Linked DNA regions of Triticum aestivum: region 2 is linked to region 1. Evidence: chromatin contacts called from public Hi-C data. All regions are on one chromosome and are shown on one strand. The core of a region is the stretch at or near the end of the contact, and the rest is flanking DNA. Distances in the headings are between cores, read along the strand shown. Region 1 holds the start of LOC123074893 (NDR1/HIN1-like protein 13). Region 2 holds the start of LOC123079514 (F-box protein At4g18380).

What was found. A called contact is a pair of places that touch in the nucleus more often than the background predicts.
Region 2: a contact with region 1 is called in a Hi-C map of leaf, with 3 times the contacts expected there. The contact joins the promoter of LOC123079514 here to the promoter of LOC123074893 in region 1. A contact is called at or near these places in 2 of 5 Hi-C or Micro-C datasets (both in leaf) and 1 of 1 datasets of contacts at active chromatin or transcription factors (leaf).

What each region holds. Positions count from the first base shown.
Region 1 is chr3D:443,412,107-443,418,059 of IWGSC CS RefSeq v2.1, reverse strand. It overlaps LOC123074893 (NDR1/HIN1-like protein 13), which reads right to left and starts at 4,033. Exons shown (of 2, transcript XM_044497627.1): 1 at 3,855-4,033; 2 at 2,530-3,703. The coding sequence starts at 3,664. The coding sequence ends at 2,789.
Region 2 is chr3D:443,652,890-443,658,817 of IWGSC CS RefSeq v2.1, reverse strand. It overlaps LOC123079514 (F-box protein At4g18380), which reads right to left and starts at 4,221. Exons shown (of 2, transcript XM_044502286.1): 1 at 3,896-4,221; 2 at 2,198-3,630. The coding sequence starts at 3,487. The coding sequence ends at 2,417.

The DNA of each region.
Region 1 (5,953 bases), core at 2,784-5,283:
CTCTCCTCACGAGGTGGCTCTGGCGCATTGCAAATGGCGAGGGTGGCTTGTGGTTGCAGACATCCGCCGCAAATATTTGCGCGGACAACCCCTCGCCTTTTGCGTTAGGACAGGCGGCTCCCAGTTCTCGCAATCCGTCATTCAGCTGCTCCCCGTCCTCCGCATTGGGACCTCCATCTCGGTCGGAGCTGGGACGTCCACGATGTTTTGGTTCGACCGGTGGGCTGGGGATCTCCCCTTTGCCGCCAGGTTCCCAGACCTCTTCTCCATTGCGGTCGAACCTAGGATCTCCGTCGAGATGGCCCTTATTGACTTAGGGCGTCTCGCGTTCCAGCGGCCCTTTGGGCCCCCGGAGGTTGCCGCGTGGCACGAGCTCCTTGACGCCGTGGCTCTCCGTGAGCCCGACCTGGCGCAGCCCCACGACCGGCTGTCTTGGCACCTCGATCCCTCTGGTCGCTTTTCCACGAAGTCCCTGTACCAGGCCATTGCCCCCTCGCCCTGCCCGGCAGTCCTTGCGTCTATCTGGGCCATCCATTTGCCCCTCAAGATTAGAATCTTCATGTGGCAATGGATCCGTGGCCGGCTTCCCTCTGGCGTGGAGGTCGTAAAATGCCAGGGCCCGGGCGATGGCATCTGCCCCCTATGTGGGACGAAAGAAACCTCGATTCACATCTTCTTCTAGTGCGTGTCTGCCCAGTTCCTATGGGGCTGCCTCCGTGAGGCTGTCGGTGGCAGCTGGTGTACCACCAACTTCCCAGATCTCCTCTCTAAGGTCCAGGCCTCCCCCATGACGGGCCGCCACATTAGGTGGCTGCTCATTGGAGTGCTTGCGTGGATGCTCTGGACCGTGCGTAATAAGCTTGTCATTCAGCTGGTTCCTCTTCGACGTGCTACTGATGCTATGTTCAAAATGTGTGGATATTTGCAGCTCTGGCGGCCGCTTAGCCGCCACCAGGACCGAGACGCCATCACCATCATCATCTCCGACCTTCGCGCGATGGCTCTTCGCTTGCCGCCGCCGCTCCCTCCTCCACCACCAGAGCCGGATTAGCTTCTTAGTTGCTGCTGCGGTTGACCCGCCTCCGTTTTTTCTTTTTCTAGGCTTGTTGAGTTGTGCCCTCAACAGAACCTATTTGTACTCTATGTTGTGCGACCGTGTGTGTGTAGGTGAACATTTGTTGTACTGTTTGGCTGTGGTGGTTTGCTTTATTTATAAATCGGGGCGAAAGCCTTTTTCGGTAAAATATTGGTGTTCATCTCTGCTGATTTTCTACTACTGTTCTTTGTATTTTCACTTGGCACCAAACACCTCTAAGATGGATGTCTCAGGTGACTTACTCTATATCGTCTTAAGTTTTGGCTTCGTAACTGAGCAACGATCCGTGAGTTAGTTAGTGTCTAGAGGTGTTTCTTTACAAAAATGTTGGTTGGCACCAAGAAGAATTAGTAATATTTTATTTCCAGGGTTAGGGTATTGATGTCCATTTACCATCTTAACCAATATTTTAACAATGGCTAACCGGTTAGGTTAAATCAATTTCAGGAGCATTGAAGTGATGGAAATAATTAAATAAGCTCCTGTCAGGTCAACTAAGTTGCGATCCATATCCTTACAACGACCATTTCTGATAACATTTCCAGGTTCACATCTCGAATTCAGCATATATCACATTGATCGGACAAGATGTTTTCCTACATGGGCTTTGGACAAACAAAAAGGCTTGAAAATTAGTTCAAGTTCATGGAGCTGCACTAGCTGTCTTGAGAGCTAGAAACGGGTATCCAATCCGAACAGAAGTACAGATCAGATTCTGACAATTTCTCTGATATGGTTTTCATGCTCAGCCGGCCAAGACGTGAAAGGCACTACACTTAGTCGCTGGGAGCTCACAACATTCTTTTTAGCATTGACCAGACGACAAAGATAACAGCAGAAGAACAGGCTCTATCCTAATCATCGTCATCGAGCTTTATATTGTCAAAGGTTGTTGTGCTGAAGCACTGATTTAATTTGGCATACACACTAATGTATGTTGGGAAACCACAGTCGAAATGGATCTGAACGATTCTTCAGAAGTGCTTGAACTGCAGATGTCTGACCTGCAAGTCTGATCTTGTCATCCTACATGTACGAGCTGATTTGTGCAGTCAGTGTTAGTCTGAACATTCAGTGCATGCACGAGCTGAGTATGTTCATGTCTACACAGAATTTTGAGTTACTTTCCCTGGACTAATAAGCATGCCTGTTGCCTTGGTGCTGAATGTTCAATTTTGTCATGGGACTTGTGTGTGAGCCTTCATAGTTCCAATTGATTGCAAAAGCATAAATGACCTAGTGTAAACTGGAGTACTACATCCAAGTTTGCTTGGAACCATGAAAGTTCATGCATTTCATATTCAGAACGATATGTAGTTGCCACTGTTCCAGATTAAAACGTATAGTTTCTACTGAAAACCATATGACAAAACTTATACTCCTACTAGGTTTCTTTTTTCCGTCAGCAGCTGTTCAAATTGTAACACAACAGGTACCGGTGCACCAACACCATTTTCTTTCAGTCTTTCAGGAGAAGAGAGGTTGCTGCACCTCGTGAACATCTTAACTGCAGCACGATTTCGCGGCAGCACATGATCTCGACGGACAAAAGAATTGACATTGCTCGATCAAACCAACATACAAATCAATGGGGAGAAAAAACATCACGAAAGCAGCACGAATCCTTTGCATGCCGCTACCTGCAAGAACTGCTCTCCTAATCGGCCAGTAACCATTTTTCTTGCTTCGGCGTCAGTTCCTCCAGAACAGGAACGGCACCTTGACGTCGCAGGACCTGGACACCACCTTGGCGCTGGCGGCGAGCCGGTCCACCGCCATGGCGCACCGCACCGTCACCGGCACGGCCCACGTCTTCAGCCCGCCGAGCTGCAGCCGCACGGGCACCGTGATGTCCACGTCGAACGGCACCGACCGGAGCCGCTCCGCCGCGGCCATCTGCCCGCGCTCGCGCTCCGAGAACCGTATCCCGGTGCCCTTCGCCTTCGCCACGAACACCGTGATGTTGCTCGGCGCCTGGTAGAAGGCCGGCCACGCGCCGTCCGCCAGGCTCACGCCCTCGTACGACACGGCGACGCGGCTCCCGGCGCCGTCGTAGTGCACGCCGACCTTGCCGTTGGCGCTGTTGTCGGCGCGGACGGTCGCGGCGAACCCCGGCGAGAGCGCGCCGGGGGCCGAGGCGTTGCCGACGCCGGCGAGGCCGGACACGGCGAGGGACACGACCGAGTAGGCCGGCTGCCTGGGCTTGAACGCGAGGTAGACGGCCCCGACGGCGGCGGCGAGGAGGACGGCGAGGGAGAGGATGGCGACGGCGAGGTAGATGCAGGCGCGGAGGCAGGAGCAGCCGGCGCGGCGCTTGGCGCGGCGGGTGTAGTGCTGGAAGAGGCGCGCGTTCTCCGGCGGCGGCACGCGGAAGACCTTGTCCTTGGGCACCTGCACCACGTACGTGCCGGGCTGCGGCTTGTTGTGGTGCTGGGGCGGCGGCGGGACGGGCTTCTCGAAGTGGAAGCTGTAGAGCGGGCTGGAGGAGGGGTCGGAGGAGGAGTAGGCGTACTCGCCGGAGAAGTCGGAGCTGGTGGCCGCCGGGTGGACCCGGCCGTCGTTCATCATCGGCCGCTCCTGCTCCTCGCGGCGCGCGTGCGAATCAATCTGCAACATCAGAACCGTCCGTGCCACACTGTCAGTTCTAATTGATGTACTCCTACATTGGTGCGCTCCAAACAGGTGAAGCGTCACCGCATTCCCAATTGACAAACAAATCGAAAGTGCGAGCAAGATCGGAATTAAGACGGCGACGCACCTTGTATGGCTGTCTGTGGTCGCCGGCGTTGTTTCTCTCTTGTTGCAGAGGATGGAGGAGAAGACGGAGGTGACGTGCGAGGAGGTGAACAAGGGGTGGGAGAGCGGGGAGGGTCGGCGGCGGAGGGGGTTATATAGAGCGCGGCGGTGGGTCGTGTTGGGTCGGGCTGCTTGCTGTCGAAGGAGGGGGGCTGGACTGGAAACCGCGTCGCGTGCGCGGTCGCGGCTTGTGGGTTTATGGAAGGTTTTGATTAACGGGGAAACAAAGGTGTGAAATCGATCATGGACTGCACCGCATGCATGGCAAGGCAAGCGATGCGTGTTGGCAACCGCGAACACGGATCTCTGCTCGTTAATGCAGACAGCTGGATCCATCGGCGTCTCTCCGGTGAGTAGAGTAGTTCGAGGGGACACGCATCGCATGGTGAACCGGGCCCGGAGAGGAACAAAAATTGTCACACACACACGCACGCACACACTTTTCGCTTCACTCTGCACGCGTGTCATGTGGTCTATGCAATGTCACGGCCACCAGAGCAGAGCCGTTGGAGGCGGCGGCGGCGGCGGCAGCTGTTTGGCAATGGCAGCCAGCTCACGGTACGCGGCTGGGTGAAAACAGCAGGCCGTGCGTGCAGTCGTGCACTGCACACGGGTAGCGGAGCGAGAGAACTGCCGGCAGAGACGCGGGAGGGCAGGGCACACAGGTAGGCAACGCGACCCACGTGATGGTGCTCCGGCTAAGCTTGGTCCAACACGTCACGTCAGATAAGCTCTTGGAGCCAAAAAATACTACGTAATTAATAGTGCTACTAGTGTATAATCCTATTTACGCCACCCGCAAAAAAATCCTATTTACGCAGTGGATAGTTAGTCAGAGTATGCTGCCAGGCGGCAGCTGGATGGACGCCTCAGGAAGTCTCGTAGTACGGTCGCATGATGGATTCATGCATGGTCTATGCCCAAGTGATGCGTGCCCACGCTCGATCGAGGCCGTGCCGCGTCTTCCTCCTTCCTCGTCGTGCGTGGTACTACTCCACTACTGCTAATTCAGAGACAAGCCCAGTTTGCTCTTTGTCCCAAACCTACAACAGATCCATTTGTCTACAAGTAGAATAATGTATTCCCTTCGTTCGGTGAAAAATGTACATATATAAATTTTTGAACAAATTATGGAATAGAATAAAACATGCATTGGAAAGATGCAAGTCACCATCTCTCTCCTCTTTAATTACCCAAACCCCAATGAGCTAAGTGCATGTAGAAATTAAGAAGACCATATGTATAATATTATTGGTCTTGATTACCGTGCGATGAGAGAGAAGCATTTTTGTCTACTTTAAAGTGCATTGAGAAGATAAAAATATACTCTTTCGTGGATAAATTTTGAAGCTAAATATAAACTCTTCACCGGACAGGGGGAGTACAAAGGAGTTCGCAGGGGTACACAGGTGCGAGTTCCTCAATCGTAAATCAAGTAACTACTCCCTCCATCTTAACGTTCTTATATTTTTTACAGAGGGAGTATTTCTCATAGTCTTATGATGCTGCTACACCATAAAACGAAAGCACACTTTCCACAAATCTGAAGCCATGTCAAACGAAAGTTCTAACCTTTCTGGTACTAAAAAAAGAAAACACACACATTGTGGTTTCCATTGTCCCAGTCCATTAAGAGCATATCTAGCTGTTAGGAGCTAGAGTTCTGCCGGTTCTAGGGCGGAGATTGTAGGGGAAAGATGAAGGAAGACAAGGACGAGGGCGCGGCGGCCGGCGGCTAGCCGCCGTCCTTGCGTGGTGGAGAAGAGGCGTCGGTGGCGCAAGAGGCGGCTAGGGTTAGGTCTCCCGGCTCCCTAAAGGTAGCCGAGCAAATAATGATTGCTTCTTGCTTGATTAGATTGATCATCTCCTCTCCTTATATAGAGAGGTTTACTTGGCTCCTAAGCAAACGACCCTAATAACGATAAGATAATTGGGCTAAGCCCCTAATAACGATAAGAGAACTTGGACCATAGCCCACTGGCTAAGCCCCTAATATGCCAGTCCCCGTATAATGCCCTGACCCATAAAATAACCACTAAAATACGGGTTCGCATGAAAAAA
Region 2 (5,928 bases), core at 2,972-5,471, 240 kb before region 1:
AGAAGAAACGCAGTAATTGGCAATGTAGAATATCTGTTAGTCCTAGTAGAATTACTTTAATACAGTCTTCACCGACTGGTGTCGCTTATTTTATGATGTCTTTCTATAGTTTGCTTGTGGGAGTTAATAAGAGAATGAATTTTTTTAGAGCTAGGCTCGTATGGCATGAAGATGTGAATAAGTAAACATATCATTTAGTTAAATGGTCTGAGGTTTGCTGGCCTAAAGATATGGGTAGTTTAGGTATTCAAAATTCGGCTTTGATGAATAAAGCATTGTTATGTAAATGGCGGTGGAAACTTTTCAATGCTGAAAGATTGTGCCAGGATGTTATTTTGTACAAATATCAGAAAGGAGCATGCCTTCCATGGAGCAAACCCAAACATGGTGATTCTCAGTTTCGGATAGAGATTTTAAAACATAAAGATCATTTTTCTCTTTATGTAAACTTATAGTTGGCATTGGGGAAAATGTGAGGTTTGGGGAAGACTGGTGGATTGGGGATAAGCCTCCAAAACCAATTTTACTAGACTACAATGTATGCTTTGGTAAAAACAAATATGCAAAGAGCCTTATCAGGTGCAGTTTATAAGGACCTTGTATGGGGATTCTTTAGAGTTGTGGGAAGATATTAAAGAAGTTTGTGCTGTAGTAGTTTTGACATATCAAAAAGTCCATCAGATGGACACTTACTAAGAATTGTATATATTTAGTTAAATCTTACTATAGGCTCTTGGCTGAAAATGGGATCAAAATATCCACATAACTTCTTGTGGAAAGTTAAGATGCCCCTAGAGTTAAAGTGATTATCTGGCTGGTGCTTAGAAAATAGCATCCTACCTAATGAGAATCTTCTTAGGAGAGGGTGGCTGGTGATAATAAATGTTCATATTGGGGAAGGAAGGAATCTATAAATCATTTACTCTTGCGGCGTTCTGTTGCTAAATTGCTTTGGAATATCATGAAGTGTTCTTTCAGTCTAACATGATATACCTGATAGTGTACATGACCTGTTCAACAGAACCTAGTTGTGGTTGGAATATCTGTTATTTTCTGGACTATTTGGAAATTGAGAAATAGTATTATTTTTTATAACAAGAAGGTGACCGATCCATGTGCTACTGTTAATATGATTATCAAATGGCTTCATGATTGAAATACTTTGCAAAAAAAAAATCATAAAGACAAAGAACAATGAAGTGGGGCGTAAAAATGGTTAAGTTGATTGCAAGTGAAGTCTTCAAGGCGACGCATGGGTGGAGGATAGGGACCAACAGGATCATGGCTGAGTGATCTTCAGTGGAACTCTCTGTCCCTCCTACCTTTGGCTGATGTTGAAGATGTTCATTTGCTATCCTGCTTTAAAACTGTGATATATGTTGATGTATGGTTAGAATTTCCCTTGTACTTTCGTATTACCATTTCCTGGAGACCTGGTTTGTAGCCCCCCAGGATGATGGCTTCGGAGTTTATTAGCTTTTGCAGGTTATCGGTTTCTTTCGTATTACCATTTCCTGGAGACCTGGTTTGTAGCCCCCAGGATGATGGCTTCGGAGTTTATTAGCTTTTGCAGGTTATCGGTTAGCTATATACTGATATAGCCTTTTGTGCTCTCTTGGAGGCCGTTCGGGATAGCCCATTCTGCTCCCTCTTGATCATGCATCGTCGTTTATGTTTCTTAGTTCTAGTTGTTGTATAAGACATTGTGGTTTCCGTTAATGGAAATCAGAGAGAGAGCTCTCTTTATCAAGAAATAATAATTTGTAGATGACTTTTCAGCTTTTATGTCCTATTGTTTGTTACTTGAATAACAAGTAGTAAATAGATGAAATGGACTTGGGGGTCAATAGCTGCAGTATAAAAGCTACCATAAAATTGAATTCTCCTGTAAAATGCCGTAGAGAGCGTCAATGCATATTCAGTCTGAATCTACTGACCTGATTTCTTCCTAGAGCTTGTCTCTTCAAAATATGTCTTACTAGTTACTCCCTCCGTCCCATAAGGTAGAACGTTTTTTGACTATAGTATCAAAAAACGTCCAACATTATGGGACGGAGGGAGTAGTATTTACTCTCTCTAATACTTTAGTGATCTAAACGTTCTTATATTTCTTATATTTCTGATACTTAAGTGATCTAAACGTTCTTATATTTCTAAACGTTCCCATAATGTAGAAGCATATATGTAAATATTTTTCTGGAAATTTCAAATTTCTTTCCATTACTATTGGAAGAGTGGATTGTGCGAGCAAGACAGATTGCACCCAAACGCTACAGATAAGACTGTCAACTAATATCGCACCAGCTTATATGCAACACTACAATTCAGAAACTGCATTTGCCCAAGCAGAAAACAGTTATACTCATGAGAAGCACTGCAAATGCAAGATATCCATCCACAAACACCTCAACAGCATCTAGAACCCGTTCATCTCCAGCAGATAGGTGCGCCGCTTCATCAGCGCCTTGGCCGCGAACCTGAACGGCCCATCGAACGCACCCGAGACAAAGGCTTCGGTCTCCTTCCGGCCAACGTGACACCCGCCAGCCCCGTCGCCGGAGGGCTTGATGACGACCAGGGTCGCGCCCTGCAGCCCCAGGCCGCCGGGCAGCTCGAGGTAGGGGGCGTACTTGAGCTTCATGCTGCACGCCGGGACCTGCGTCCTGTTGGAGCACGCCGAGGCCGACAGCCGGCTCTCCCTGAACTCCGCGAGCTGCTCCGCCCCCATGCACAGCGTCCCCTGCCCGTCGGCGTCCGCCAGCACCAGGCTTCGCAGCGTCGGATGCTCCTTGATGATAGACCGGAGCAGGTAGTGCCGCGTCGACGCGGCGATCAGGGAGCTGATGGTCCACACCACGCGCAGCTTCAGCCCGCCGTTGGTGTAGAAGGACTCCGGCATGCTCCCGCCGTCCTCCGCCGCCGACGGCTCGTGCCCGCCGGCGGGCTTGCGGTCGACCAGGGTGCCGCCCAGGATGACGCAGCTCTGGAGCGTGCTGCCGTACCTGGCCCGCCACTTGAGCAGAACCCCCTCCTCCGTCCCGACGTCCCCCGAGGGGAGCTCCACCCGGAGGTTGCGGACGTGGGAGAAGCCCCTGAGCACCTGCACGGGCGAGTGCTGGGCGAGCCGCGGGAACAGCGGCCGGCCGCCCGCGCCGCCCGGGCCGCGCATGCCTTGGAACGGCTTGGCGATGGTGAAGAGCATGAGCTTGAAGAGGTGGGAGAAGATGTGGCGGGGCTTGGGGGACGACAGGTTGAGCGCGTCGTCGGGGTCGCCGTCCACGGCCACCACGCGGTCGATCTTGACGTACACGTCGTGGACGAGCGGGACCAGGTCGTTGAAGCGCCTGGACACGGCGGCGCAGCGGCCCAGCGAGTGCACGTCCTCCAGCTTGTTGAGGATGAGCAGCACGAGCGAGTCCGGCAGGCCGTCGATCCGGTCCGGCTCCGGTGCCGCCGGGTCCGCGTGGATGCGAGCCTTGGGATGCATTTTTCAGACTCTGGACTGCTACGAACGAACCAGCAATCCGTTGTCTGTTGCAGCAGGAAACGCTAGCGCTAACAGAGCGTCCGGTTCTTCGGATGACTTGAGCCGGCGGGAGAACCCCTCAAACTGAAGCTAATTTTTACTTTCTGGAACAAAACAAGAGCTATGGTAAGAAGAAGAATTTGACGGGGGCAGAATTGGTCACACAAACTTGGTGCGCAAACGACCCGAGAAGAGCCAGCAAGACACATCCAACGCTAGACAAAACATACTTATTCACAATGCAACTGAATCTCTCCGCACAAACAGGCGAGACGAACAAAAATTCATCCATGGGTAGTACCATTATGCAAAGACTAGGAGACGCACTGCAGAACACGAAGCAAGCTAACCCGGGAAGGCTGTGCTTACCAGGAGAATGGCTACGGAGAGCTCGGCGGCGAAAACAATGGGCCGAGATGAAGCCGGCCGGCCCCAAATCCGGCCTTCCGCCCGGAAACCCAACCGGATCCCAGCTCCGGACGAACCCGAGCGCAGACTAACGACGGCACACCCACACGAGCAGGAGCAGCCGCCCAGACGGGAGCTTGGATTCGGGCAGTGAGGTCGCGCGAGCAGGGAAGGGGAGGGGAGGGGAAGAGGATGTGGTTTGCTTTGGAGAATTTCCGGTCTCGGGGTCTCGTCCCGGGGACGTTTTCTATAGGAGGGGAAGCGTGCTGCTCACCACTGGGACTGGGTGTGGGCGTGGCTTGGGGAATAGTACTGCCTTGGGAGGGAGGCGACGGTGTCGCTGCGGCGCGCGCACGGGCCTACTTTAATTTTAGTTTAATAACGCCGTTTTACGTGGATAGACTCGGGTGGACGCACGGTGACCGGGTCACTCGCGCACGCGCCTGCGCCTTTGCGCTTTGCCCTGGTCGGCAAGCTAATTTCCCCTTCGCTTTTACCACGAGAAAGATGAGCACTGATAAGCGATCGGAAACAGAGGACGTGGCCATTTGCTTGCGGTAGTGGTACGTCCGTATGCAGACACGTACACCTGGACCTTTTCCCTTTGGCTTTGGTGTTAGTGGGGCGACGGACGTGACCTTCGTGCGCTCAACATGTAGCTTATGAAAAAGTTCACTTAATTTTACACCCTTCACTAAGTTTAAAGCGGTTGATGTTTGATGTGGCGCCTGATTGCCACATGAATATAAGGTGCAGTGGATGCCCGCTCCCCTCTTCGTGTTGCCCCGCGTGCGACCAAGGGGGAACCGGCTCCACCTCTTAGCCGTCCCTCGCTGCCGCCTGAGGGCGCGGTTCGGCAAAGCCCAGCCGACGCCAACACCAGCAAGGATTCCTCCCAGCCTTGTCGTCGCCGAAATCTGGAGGAGCCAAATGGGTTGTGACGGTGGCACTGGTCCCTAGCGGGGCGGTGCAGTGGTTGCGGCGTGGCCAACGGTGACATTTCCCCTACCCGATTATGGTCGGCTGGGCCCCCTTCCTACAAAGGGCGGTTATTTGCGATGTAAGGAGGTGCCTTTTTCCCTTCATCAATCGATGGTGTCCAGGTGTGGCGACAGTGGGGTGGTCTTGGATGACGGGGCGGCGACCCTAATGGTGGTCTTTTTTTTTCATTTGGGCGCATTGGCACCCGAGACCCAAGCATCCTTGTCGCTCATGGTGGCATATACAGTCATGCATGTAGGAGTTTGTATCCACAAAAGACACCGTTTAAGAAGCAAATAATATTTTGTATTTTACTGTTTACTTAGTTAATCTGATAACTTAAGCCTTAAACCAGAACAACATTAGCTGCAACATCCAACCCCTATTTTTAGGAGGGTTTTTTATGCACTGTGTTGTAATCATGTACAATTTTTCTTTGTGTGTTTCCAATGTTCTTGCTTCGACATAGTGTAATTCCTCTCAGGCTCCATTTGAGTAATTACACTCTATCGAGGCTCCAAAGTTGATTTATTTTCTCAAACCAAGCCAACGGTTACTTCTGTGGTTACTAGAAGTGGTTTTCTCTACAGTAGTTTCTGACAGATTTGATTGAGTGTTTGTGGTCAGTGATGTGCCGTTACACGTTGTACTCGATAGTTTGATGGTATTATTAGTACTTATATGGAAGTATAGGACAAGTATATACAATGTGAGACATTTTTTGTGTTGGTGTCGGTTGCTTTATCATGGTTCTGATTTCTTTATCATCATTGTCTACCTTGGTTGCAATGAATTGTCAAAAAAAAACCTAAACCCTTCTGATGGCTACTCAGGTTCATCTCGAGCATCCTTGAACTTTTGTTTATCCTGGTTTCATTTCGTGGAAATGGAAGCGGGGCGCTTTGTTTTGGCCCGCAATATCTCTAAAAAAGGTATATGGGATACCATCTAGAGATCTTCCTCCCACTCAACATAGGTTGTCATGTTGTCGAGGCCAAAATTGATGTGTCGGA